Regions from separate parts of the Macaca mulatta genome. Here region 2 is linked to region 1. Evidence: chromatin contacts called from public Hi-C data. All regions are on one chromosome and are shown on one strand. Each heading gives the region's core, a stretch centred on a gene start, on an enhancer-like site or on the middle of the called end of the contact. The rest is flanking DNA. Distances are from core to core; before and after follow the strand shown.

Region 1 (6,572 bases), core at 388-2,887:
CGCGGTGGCGGGCGCCTGTAGTCCCAGCTACTCAGGAGGCTGAGGCAGGAGAATGGCGGGAACCCGGGAGGCGGAGCTTGCAGTGAGCCGAGACCGCGCCACTGCACTCCAGCCTGGGCAACAGCGTGAGACTCCGTCTCAAAAAAAAAAAAAAAAAAAAAAAAAAAAAAAAAAAAAAGAATGTGACTGCTATACTCCCTTGTTCATCAAATGAGTACCCTTATTGCAAGAGAAGAAACTGTGCTATCCACTTTGATATTGAGAGGCAATTTGGAATCTCTGCTGGGATTGCTTAGGACTGAGGATTTAATGTGCTATTTTGTGAAAATCTGAGAAGCAGGAAGGGGATTTAATGATCTCAACTGTTATCCATCTGAAAAACCTAACTTGTAATTTTAAATAAAATGGCAGGCTGCCTTCCAGTATTCCCTTTTTAAAGTAGGAACTGCCCCTGCTTTTAACTTTATGAAGTTTTATTTATGAATAAAGTTTGTACTACTAAAAAAAAATACAAAACACATGCACACACACGGTGGCTTAAAACAATGGAAATGTATTGTTTCACAGTTCTGGATGCTAGAAGTTGACATGGAGGTGCTGGTGGGGACATACTCTCTTGAAGCCTCTAGTGGAGAATCTGTTCCATGTCCTCTCCTAGCTTCTGGTGATGACCATTAATCCCTGACATTCCTTGGTTTGTAGACACATCACTGCAGTCTGCCTCCTCCTTCACGTGGTGCTATGGTTTAAGTGTTTGTCCACTCCCAAATTCATGTTGAAATTTAACTGCCATTGTAAGACTATTAAGAAGTGGGGCCTTTAAGAGGTGATTATAAATTGCCCACTCTTTGGTATCCTTTTATAACATCATAAAATGAACTGAGACAGAAAACTGGTACTGGAGAATAGGGTGTTGCAGAAACAAACACCTGAAAATGTGAATTGGTGTTAGAACTGGGTAATGGGCAGAGACTGGAAGGGCTGCTGGGATTACAGGCGTGAACCACCACGCCTGGCTAATTTTTTGTACTTTTGGTAGAGACAGAGTTTCACCATGTTGCCCAGGCTGGTCTTGAACTCCTGACCTCAAGTGATCCGCCTGCGTCGGTCTCCCAAAGCACTGGGATTACAGGCGTGAGCCACCGTGACCGGCCTTTTAGTTTTTACATAGTCAGATTTTTAAAACGTTTTCCTGTATGATTTCTGTTTTATTATGTTTGGAAAGACCTCCTTAACTTCAAGAATTAACATTATCCCATATTTTCACTTTAACAAAATTCATTTTAAATTCTTAACTTTTTTATCGAACGGGTGTCTGTGCGTGCTGGCACGCGAACAAGGAGGCAGACAAGTAGCCTTATTCTTTTCCATGTGGCTAGGCAGTTGTGCCACCCTCATCACATAGTAAGTTTCCTAGACGACTCAAAGGAAAATAAGTTCAAAATAAATGGTAAAAGTTTTTCAGTAAAGGCGAACTCAGTACGCCTGTCAGCCCCTGTGGGGTGAAAAGCCTCCCTTTCCAGGGCAGTCTTTGCCTGCGAACCCGGGAAAACCAGCGGAACGCAGGTGTGCGAGAGCCGGGAGCCGGACGAGCCCGGATACTGACGGCTGCACGGCAGCAGGGGAGCGGTTTGGCGGAGACACAGGGCCACCCAGAGGCCGTCGCGATGCTCCCCTCCTTGCAGGAATCGCTGGATGGAGATGAAAAGGAGCTAGAGAGTAGCGAGGAGGGAGGCTCAGCCGAGGAGCGGAGACTCGAGCCGCCGTCCAGCAGCCACTACTGTCTTTACAGCTACCGCGGAAGCAGGTGCTGGCGCCCAGCTCGGCCTGCCAGCCCGCCTGCCCCTGCGGCCCCGCCCCCGGCCCGCCGCCCGGCCTTGCACCCCACCCCCGGCCCGGCGGCCCGGCCGCTCCTAAAAGCCATCTTCTCCTCTCCCAGCCAAGGTCTCTGGCCTGAAGGGCGCTCCTTGCCTCACGCTGCTCTTCCCAGCCCCCATCGTGGACTTGTATGCCTGGCCCAACTATGCCTGTGCCCTTCATCTGCCCCTATATCATCCCAGCTCCTTACTCTGCGGCTGCCCTTTGTTTAGCGCAGTGCCCCGCACGCTCAATAATTTCAGTTCCCGTCCCCTCTCCTTTCTGTCATTATCTCCCCACTTTCTCCCATTTCTGTCACACACACCCCCGTCCCCACCCTCTGGTTTTCCTCTGTTCTTGCTTCCTCTTTTCCCTTCTCCTGACTGACTTTCCTGGAACCTTCTTGGCCCTGTCAAGTTTGGTTTTTAAAGGAGTCTCCTTGAACCTTCTGGGTATTTAGCCTTTCCTCCATCCCTTAGGTGGCCTGGAGAGAGAAGGGGCTCTTGTCAGCACTGCTGTATGGGTTTTCCTTGTCATGAGGATAGGCAGTGCACTTCCACCTTGCAGCATTTTTAGTTGACTCCTTGCCTTACCCTGCTTGCAAGGCCCCCATACGCCTCTTGGTTTAGAGCCCACAATTGATAGCACTATTGGTTTTGTGGCTTGCAGATTGGCACAGCAACGAGGGGACAGTGATGACGGAAGCCCAAGTGGCACAAATGCAGAAACTCCCTCTGGTGATGATTTCAGGTAAAAAGAGCTTCACTGTAATTCATGCATGTGCTTTTATCTTCCCTGTATCTCTGGCCTGTGCATGTCAGTGGGTACTCTACTTCCACTGAGCTTTCCCTGAGTCAAACCATCAATTCCTCCTGTCCCCTAGGAACCTCATCCTGATTTCCTCATTGGCTGGTTCATTCAAGGCTGGGACAAACAAATCCACATACTTGTGCTTGGTGATTAGCTAGAAAGAAATCCTTTTTTTTTTCCTTTTAAATTGAGACCGGGTCTTGCTCTGCTGCCCAGGTTGGAGTGCAGTGGCATGATCTTGGCTCGCTGCAGCATCAACCTCCCCAGCCTCAGGTGATCCTCTCACTACAGCCTCCCCAGTATCTGGGACTACTGACCGCCACGCCTGGCTAATTTTTGTATTTCTGATAGAGAAATACGCCATGTTGCCCAGTCTAGTCTTGAACTCCTGGACTGAAGTGATCTGCCCACTTCTGCCTCCCAAAGTGTTGGGATTACAGGCATGAGCCACCTTGCCCAGTCCTGAAATTTTTGTTGTTGTTGTTGTTGTTTTTTGAGACAGTCTCCCTCTGTTGGCCAGGCTGGAGTGCAGTGGCACGATCTCGGCTCACTGCAAGCTCCGCCTCCCGGGTTCAGGCCATTCTTCTGCCTCAGCCTCCCGAGTAGCTGGGACTACCGGCACCCACCACCATGCCTGGCTAATTTTTTTGTATTTTTTTAGTAGAGACGGGTTTCACTGTGTTAGCCAGGATGATCTCAATCTCCTGACCTCGTGGTCCACCCACCTCAACCTCCCAAAGTGCTGGGATTATAGGCATGAGCCACTGCGCCCGGTCCCAGCCCTGAAAATTTTAAATCATCAATTATACCTCAATGAAGTTGAAAGATAAAAAAGATAAGAATGTGTGCAGGGGTGTGATTATAATGACTGACCATGGAATTAAGGTGGAATAAGGAGGGAAATGAGATGAGAAACTTGAGAGACTGTGAAAAAGAGGTAGGGTCAGTGGATTGGGGGTTCCAGTGGAGTCACAGTACTGGAGAGAATGAGCTGGAAAGATAGGAATATTTTAAGCTATTTGATGAGGTAGATCATACTTAGTGACATACATTCCTAGGAGCTTCACCAATAGGATTTATAAGGACAGCTTTCCCCCGTCCTTAAAAGAGCCCCTGGCTTTGGTACCATTCTGTCTGACTTAATGGGTGTGAATACACTAGTCCACTGGTAAAGAATGTGTGTCTTTCATTTGTCAAGCCTCTCCTTGGCGGATACTAATCTACCATCCGAAGTGGAGCCAGAGCTGCGCAGTTTTATTGCTAAGCGTCTTTCAAAAGGTGCAGTCTTTGAAGGGCTGGGTAATGTTGCATCTGTGGAGCTGAAGTAAGTGCAAAATGTGCTGTGTCCTGAGTTTTTGTTTCTGAACTAAATATGAGAAGTGATGAGAAACTCCAAAAGATCAGCTCCTACTAGACCTGCAGAATTTGTCTTTGTTCTCTGGCAGCCCGAGCACTGGGCCTCACACATAAACATTTGTGGAATGGAATTAATTGAATGGCAGAGACCCTGGCACGCAATTGCACTTTATTTAATTAGCTTATTTTTTTGAGACAAGGTCTTGCTTTGTTGCCCAAGCTGGAGTGCAGTGGCGTGATTACAGCTCACTGCAGCCTTGACTCCTGGGCTTAAGCAATCCTCTCACCTCAGCCTCCCAAGTATCTGGGACTGCAGGCAGGCACAACTATGCCCAACTAATTTTTAAATTTTTTTTTTTGTAGAAATGGCATCCCACTATGTTGCCCAGACTAGTAAGTTTTGTACTTAGAAGAAAGAGTTGATTATTAAAACTAAATTTGTATACAGTTTCTAAAGTATTTTCACAAACTTTTGTAGTTTTCCTTACAAAGGGGAAATATAGCAGGTACTTTTATTTTCATTTTCAGATGAGGAAATAAACTCAGAGAAGTTTATGTAAGCTCAGGTCATGAGGCTGGTCAAATTGATGGAGTTCAGGCTTAAACATGAGCATTCTTAGTTCAATTCCAACTGTCTTTCCATTACACCTCTATTTTTTTTTTTTTTCTTTTTTTTAAACAGAGATTCATTCTGTTGCCCAGGCTGGAGTACAGTAGTCTGATCTTGGCTCACTGCAACCTCCACCTCCCTAGTTCAAGCAATTCTCCTGCCTCAGCATCCCGAATAGCTGGGATTACAGGCATGCACCACCACACCTGGCTACTTTTTATATTTTTAGTAGAGATGGGATTTCACCATGTTGGCCAGGCTGGTCTCATACTCCTGACCTCAGGTGATTCACTTGCCTTGGCCTCCCAAAGTGCTGGGATTACAGGTGTGAGCCACCACGTCCAGCCTCCATTACACCTCTTAATTATAGTTCAACTCAGGCCGTGAAGTTAGCATACAGGTTCCCTCAGGAGTTTGAGGCCACATCCCAAGGATGAGGCCACCTTCAGGCACATCTGCCTGAAACATCAATTTGTAAAAGTTTGGGAGAGGGGAGAACATGCTTTTTTTAAAAATATAAACGTGGGTATGAACTAGAGTGAAATTTGTGTGAATTCTTCACGTAAGACAGGAGAATTCAAAGAAATTTCATGTATGGTAGTGGCTGCTTTAACTAAAGCCCTCCAGGGTATACATTCGTTTTTCTTTGCTGCTACAAGCACACCAACAAGAAGTCTGGGAATCTCTGAGTTAGTGGGCAGTTTAATGGTGTTGCCAGATCAAGATGACCGAAATTCAGAGCAGTCCACAAAATTATAGATGCATGAGTAACCAAAATAATGCATTTTGCATTTTCTTTCTTTTCTAGAATTCCAGGTTACCGAGTTGGTTGTTATTACTGCCTTTTCCAAAATGAAAAATTGCTTCCTGAAACAGTAATGACAGACTCTGAACATAACCCTTCAGAATATGTGGTCTGTTTTTTAGGAGGGTCTGAAAAAGGACTTGAGCTATATCCTTTCTTTGGTTTTTGAGAACATCAGGAAGAAAAACATGGGAAGGCAGGTGGAAGACTATTACTACCAACCTCCAAAAAGCTTTTCTACTCCTCGTGTATTTAGTTGAATTTCATACCTTCATGTGGCCATTTTGCCTTGGCTTGCTTGCATTTGCAGCTCACATTATTTGAGAGATTTTATATTTCTCGTTGAGAGACAAAATACTGTCTTCATTATTCATCCTTTATTGCTTCCTTAAGAACATACTTTCAGGCTTGAATTGGACAAGTACGTTCAAGGGCTGAAAAATAACATGAATTGTGAGGTAAGGTGACTGACTTAATGGTTTTTAAAGACTGAAATGGGGCCAGGCTCAGTGGCTCACACCTGTAATCCCAGCACTTCGGGAGGCCGAGGTGGGCAGATCACAAGGTCAGAGACCAGCCTGGTCAATATGATGAAACCTCGACTCTACTAAAAATGGAAAAATTAGCCGGGCATGGTAGCGGGTGCCTGTAATCCCAGCTACTCAGGAGGCTGAGGCAGGCGAATCACTTGAACCCGGGAGGCAGAGGTTTCAGTGAGCCGAGATCGCACCACTGCACTCCAGCCTGAGCAACAGAGTGAGACTCCGTCTCAAAAGAATTAAAAAAATAAAGACTGAAATGATTAATATACTGTGATTGCTCTACTTGTCAAATCATATAGACACAAAGACACCTATATTCTAGAAACTTGCCACTTTGTGAGCTGGTAGAGAGGTGACTTTTTTTTTTTTTTTTTTTAAGACAGGGTCTTGCTTTGTTGCCCAAGCTGCAGGGCAGTGGTGCGATCAGGCTCACTGCAGCCTCAGCCTCTTGGGGCTCAAGCAATCTTCTCGCCTCAGCCTCCCAAATAGCTGGGACTACAGGCAGATACCAACACTCCTGGTTAACTTTTGGTATTTTTTGTCGAGATGGGGGTCTCACTTTGTTGCCCAGGCTGGTCTAGGATTCCTGGCC
Region 2 (6,210 bases), core at 1,803-4,302, 92 kb before region 1:
GAGCAATGATGTGCACAAAGTCCTAGGTACAAATGGAGAAGTCTTAGGAAGACTCCATTTAATGTCTTATTCTTATTCTTAATCAATCAGAAAAAAACGACAGTGAGTCACTTGTATACAAAATCCTTTGTCATTTTTGAATCTGGCGCTTAAAGTTGTTATCTATCTTAAATACATCAGAGTTGCTCAGTGAAATTATTGAAGACTGTTGCTGCCTCTATGTGAGGGAATACAGTGAGAATTCAAAAACCAGAAACAAATCAGAAATCACTATATCCCAACAAAAATAAGATTGTCTCTCATTTGCAAAACTAAACTACCATGAAAGAACTGAGTTTAAAGGCCACTTAATTGCCTGGTAAAAAACTGAAACTCAACAAGTTGCCAAGAAAATAAAGTTGAATTCAGTTTGTGGATCAGTCCCATGATTCTTCACTCCAACAAAAGACGGGAATTTCACTCAGCATTTCAGGTACAATCCATGTGTAGCACTTACCTGCAGCTTGTCCAGTCTTTGCCAGGAGAGATCCCAGTTCCAGGATGCTCTGCTCTTTGACTTGCACTGCCTCCTCATCGTTTTCCTGAATGTCACGCTTCACTAGGAGAGGAAAATGCAAACCCTCTTAAAATTCTTACCAAAAAATGAAGACTGAGGGAAATTTCACCCTCATAAGATCCATTACAAACTCAAACATATTTACCAAAAGACAAATTCTAGAGTTAAAAAAAACTCTAAGTCAGGAAAAAAAAAAGATAATATATACATAGAATATGTTCCATGTAAATCATAAAAAACAGGATTCTTCTCTTTGATTTTAAATGTGCCTTTTCATTCTACCCACCAGATTTTTGCTTACCTATATACACTAAGTTTCCGTTGTGGTCACTTGGTTAAAGCAAAATTAAAACAAAACAAATCATTCATACTTATGGTGCCAAGATCTATGCCAGTCACTATGTTATGTGAAGATATTAAACATGCCTGTGCATTTATGCCACAAACCAAAATCAATTGACCAAGTTATTGATGCCTGTAAGTCAAAAGCCTTTCAATAAACTTTATGTCTGTGCAAAGCCTCAGCTGATGGGTGTGTTAGGGATAAGCAGGTCTATAAAGCCATTCAAGAAAAACAACCCTATCAAAGCCCCAGTGTGATCCTGCACAGCTACACTTAGGAGACACTGCTGCTTTTTAATGCACTGAGGTCTGTTAAAATAACTTTGTGCTATCTGTCCTATTTTCAACAGCTAATAACTATTTTAACATGCAAGCATGGAATAGCCTCTCCAAGTTTGTAGTGATCATCACTGGTTACCACTACTCTTACAAAGAAAGCATCATGACTTGACAAAAACCAAGATTTTGATACTCCATGATGGAGTCCAGAAAAAGTAAGGCCGTCAACCATGATGACTCAAGCTTGCTCTAACAGTGAAGCTTTCAGGGAACTCTCCCCTAGAATAGTGGGCCAACAGGAAATACTCTAATTGTAATGTTTAACATAATTTCTACTTTATGAAAGACAAAATATTAGGCACTAGGCACAGACAATTAAAATTCATGCTCCTCACATTAGTTCTAAATAATAATGTGTACTCAGAATAAAATACCCATGTAACGGTGAATGAGATGACTCTGGTTCCGTAGAAGCAACTGACCTAAGTCAAGATCAGAACTTTTCAAAAGAAACACCTTTTACCAATATCGCTCAAAGATACATCTTGACGCCCACCTCCTCTCCTTCTCTAGTATCCCCAATGATAAAGTATCAAGATCTTGTCATTGTCCTTTCTCCGTGCAGGTCTGGAATACCAAAATTCAACACACTATGTCAAATGCCAACATCTTGCAAGTCCCACATACAGGTGCATTCTCATACTACTTGTTGAGCTAATTCAAATCTTCCCAAGCTACACTAAAAAGATCCCATTACATGTACAGTGAAGAGCTGGTCCAAGCCCTAACTGAATCCTTTATGAGTGAACATTTAAGTCTTCCTCTGTCATAAATTTCTGTTCACACTTGAATCCCAACAGAAAGCTGCAGGAAACGACTGGCTGGGGTTGTCATTTCAGTTTTCCTGTTGTGTGCAGGTGTAAGACCATCATATTACAATGCTAAGAAAATTTTAATTTTTCCGGCAACATGCAGCCGACCCGTTCCAAAGAATTCCCTGAACTCTGCGGCTGACAACTAACTCCCTTAACTCACTTCCAATCCCTACAGGGAGTCTGGAAAGATTAGTCACCTCCTCTAGCCCGGCGGTCCCGCTCCAACACCTCACTCTTACACCCTACACAAGGCAGATGAGCGTCTCGGCCACCTCCACAAACCAAATGCCAACCTGAGGTGTGTGTCACCCCTGAATTTCCCACATTCTGAAAGAGACCCTCCTCTTAGTGGAGCTTTCCGCCGTGGGGCTGGGGAGTAGCAGCTCCCAGCGTCCCATGGAAGGAAACTCCCAGAGAAGAGCAAGCGCTCGCGCTCCCACCCGGAGCAGACTGTGCTGATTACAACGGCGGGAAATGCCTGTCCTGAGCTGGTTTCGCCAAGGCCTTTCAACTAGAGACTCTAGGACCAGTCCGTGACAAGCACGCCGGCCGGCACTACTCCGGGTCCCAGACCAGCTCGTGCGGGCCAGAGCCGGGGACACAGCTAGGGAGGGGTGGGGGCCCGGCTCGGCCCACTCTCCCACCCTACGCTAAGCCCCCCGTGAGTCAGCAGCCGGCGACGGGACCTGGGGATTGCCTCAAGCCCTCCCACAAGAGTGAGACCCGGGGGGCTCTGGGGAGCTCCGAGCGGCCTGCGCCCCCAGCCCGGCCCCCCTCACACACACAGTGAGTCAGCAGCACCAGAGCCGGCTAGCCCGGCCCCTCTCCGCTGCCGCCGACCGACATAAGCCGAGCTGGGCCGGCGGGGCCGGGGAGACGGCGCGGCGACCTTTACCGATGGAGTGGAGGATGTCGATGGAGGCCTCCCGGTCGGTGCTGAGCAGAGACTGGGCTCTCTGGAACTCCACCACTGCCGCCGCCGCCATCTTACTGCTCTCACACCGTCCCCGGCCGCGGCCGCCGACGCCGGAAACACACACCCGGAAAGCCCGCCCTCGCGTCCCTCCGCCTGTAGCTCCCGCGGCTCCGTTCCCAGAGCACTCCGGGAGTTGTAGTCTCTCGGAGCGCCTCGCCCGTGGGCTGCAAGCTCCCCAGCGCCGCCTAGCGGGCGGCCGGCGAGGAAAAGAGGCGGTGCCCCGCAGTGGGAGCTCAAGATCGGTCCCCGCCCACCCCAAAAGAGGCTTCTTGATTCCGGCCCCGCTCGCGCACCCCTGAGAGGGATTCTTGAGTACCGAGCTAGGTCTTCAGTCAAAGCTGTGTGGCTTTCTTTGCGGCTTCCACGATTTAACCATTCATTCAGGACTATAAGTGACCTTATAAAGTGCTCGCTATGTGGCAGACAAAGAATAGCACCATTCGAATGCGTTCCAGTGTCTGACGCCTGTACGCCGCACACACGCTTTCCAGGCTTGACTCCCGCAGAACGCTAGCCGGCAGGAGGGCAAACCCGCCAGAACCGGAGAAAACTGTCCTTCTCACGCGCCCACTTAACCTTGGGACAGTGCTGGACGTGATGAAATGAAACATCACCTTTGCTCCATTCACGCCACAAACACCTCTTGGGAATCCACAGAAGCCTCACCCAGCTCCCCAGCTCAAAAAAAAAAAAAAAGGAAGAAAGAAAAAGAGAAATTGAATTATTCTTCCCAATATCTTCAGTCCCTTCAACTAAAGTCACAGATATCAGTGAAGACGTCGTGTGGACGGAAAAATGACATTCTATGAGACCACTTAGGGTTAAACTTAAGAAAGATGCTAAAAGGGTACAAAGACAATTCGGTATAAGGAAGACCTTTCTCTAGGCGATGACGATCCAAAAATGGAATGTGCTGTCCCATAAAAGGACGCATAAAGGGGACTAACATTGCACACGCTCTTCTGTAAGTGGATTAGGCCATTTATATTCCTCTATCTCCTTTTATTCTCCCAACGATGTTCTGTAAAGAAGATGTTTACTCCCCTTTAGTATGTGAGGAAACAGGGGGTTTGAGTTATTTGGTGAAGCTCAAATCCTGATTGGGAAAGCTGAGAGCTGCCGGTTAAGGAATGCCCTCCTAATTCCTGGGTGTGTTCACGTGAAAAGTAGATGACATCTCATCAGGTTGTTGTAAACAGTATTCATGACTTTGATGGAGAGTTGGATTAAGTGGCTTCTAGCAGGATGCGGTGGCTCACGCCTGTAATCCCAGCACTTTGGGAGGGCAAGGTGGGCAGATCGCTTGAGCCCAGGAGTTCAAGACCAGCCTGGGCAACATAGAGAAATCCCCCACCTCTACTAAAAATACAAAAATTAGCCAGGCATGGTGGTGCACGCCTGTAGTCTCAGCTACTTGGGAGGCTGAGGGGGGAGGCTTTAGAAGAAATCGTAGGAGAGGATAGATTGCTGGTCTCACTACAAAGAGGGGGAACCATAAAACAGCAAACCCCAACATTTCTGGCACCAGGGACCAGTTTGGTGGAAGACAGTTTTTCCACAGATGTGAGGAGGGGGGATGGTTTCGGGATGAAACTGGTCCACCTCAGATCATCAGGCATTAGATTCTCATAAGAAGCAGGCAACCTAAATCCCTGGTATGCTCAGTTCACAATAGAGTTTGCCTCCTATGAGAATCTAATGTTGCAGCTAATCTGACAGGGGGCGAAGCTCAGGCGTAATGCTGGCTCCCCAGCCACTCACCTCTTGCTGGGCGGCCTGGTTCCTAACATGCCACTGACCAGTAGTGGTCCTTGGCCCAGGGTTAGGGACCCCCACTGTAAAAGACTAGGAGTGTCTGCCAGATCTTTCTCCCAAGCTAGTGAGTCTTGCTGACTGTGGAAACTTATGAGCCCATCCCTGTATGATCATCATGGTGAAAGTTTTGAGATGAACTAGACATGTCTCTTGAGGAATTTGGCATGTGTGCACATTCATGAAGATGGTCACCCACTTCTAGCCTGCAGAATTATGAATTAGGGAAGCTGGCTGGCACACTCTACAATAGGACCAGGAGAAAAGACAACAATAGGGTAGCTTCCACTCCTGTGTTTGACATGGTAAGGTTCTTATGAGCCAAGAGGATGCTGAAAAGGTAGACCAGGCCGCGCGCGGTGGCTCACGCCTGTAATCCCAGCACTTTGGGAGGCCGAGGCGGGCGGATCACAAGGTCAGGAGATCGAGACCATCCTGGCTAACATGGTGAAACCCCGTCTCTACTAAAAATACAAAAAATTAGCCGGGCGCGGTGGCGGGCGCCTGTAGTCCCAGCTGCTCGGGAGGCTGAGGCAGGAGAATGGCGTAAACCCAGGAGGCGGAGCTTGCAGTGAGCCGAGATCGCGCCACTGCACTCCAGCCTGGGCGACAGAGCGAGACTCCGTCTCAAAAAAAAAAAAAAAAAAAAAAAAGGTAGACCATCCAGGACCTTCTTAAAGGAACCTATTCAGAGTGCAGTGGCGCGATCTTGGCTCACTGCAAACTCCGCCTCCCGGCTTCATGCCATTCTCCTGCCTCAGCCTCCCGAGTAGCTGGGACTACAGGCGCCCGCCACCACGCCCAGCTCATTTTTTGTATTTTTACTAGAGATGAGGTTTCATCTTGTTTGCCAGGATGGTCTCGATCTCCTGACCTCGTGATCCGCCCGTCTCGGCCTCCCTAAGTGCTGGGATTACAGGCATGAGCCACTGCGCCTGGCCCAGCTGATTTTTTTTTTAAGAGACAAGGTCTTGCTATGTTGCCCAGGCTGGTCTCAAACTCCCGGCCTCAAGGGATTCCCCCCACCTTGACCTCCCAAACTGCTGGGATGACAGGCATGAGCCACTACGCCCAGCCTATTTCACGTGTTTGAATCTCATCTCCCTTCAAAAGGTTGCAGGACTACATGCTATAGAAAATGAGCACAGAATTTGAAGTCAGACAAACATGGAGCTCAATCTTCACTCTGCTACCAACTAACAGTCAAATTACTTAAACTATCTGATACAAAGTTTGATCATCAGTAAAACTATTTTAAAAATCAATTTCACTTAATGGTTGTACAATAATTTGACTGTATTTAATGCCACAGAACTTTTATTTTTTTTTTTTTTTTTTTTGAGATGAAGTCTTACATTGTCACCTGGGCT

What was found. A called contact is a pair of places that touch in the nucleus more often than the background predicts.
Region 2: a contact with region 1 is called in a Hi-C map of blood, with 2.7 times the contacts expected there. The contact joins the promoter of PSMD11 here to the promoter of C16H17orf75 in region 1. A contact is called at or near these places in 2 of 14 Hi-C or Micro-C datasets (blood and cortical neurons).

Annotation. Positions count from the first base shown.
Region 1 is chr16:41,908,822-41,915,393 of T2T-MMU8v2.0, reverse strand. It overlaps C16H17orf75 (chromosome 16 C17orf75 homolog), which reads left to right and starts at 1,637. Exons shown (of 10, transcript NM_001257907.1): 1 at 1,637-1,807; 2 at 2,527-2,607; 3 at 3,866-3,991; 4 at 5,442-5,585; 5 at 5,839-5,896. The coding sequence starts at 1,668.
Region 2 is chr16:42,002,534-42,008,743 of T2T-MMU8v2.0, reverse strand. It overlaps PSMD11 (proteasome 26S subunit, non-ATPase 11), which reads right to left and starts at 3,052. Exons shown (of 14, transcript XM_015119044.3): 1 at 2,948-3,052; 2 at 497-598. The coding sequence starts at 3,038.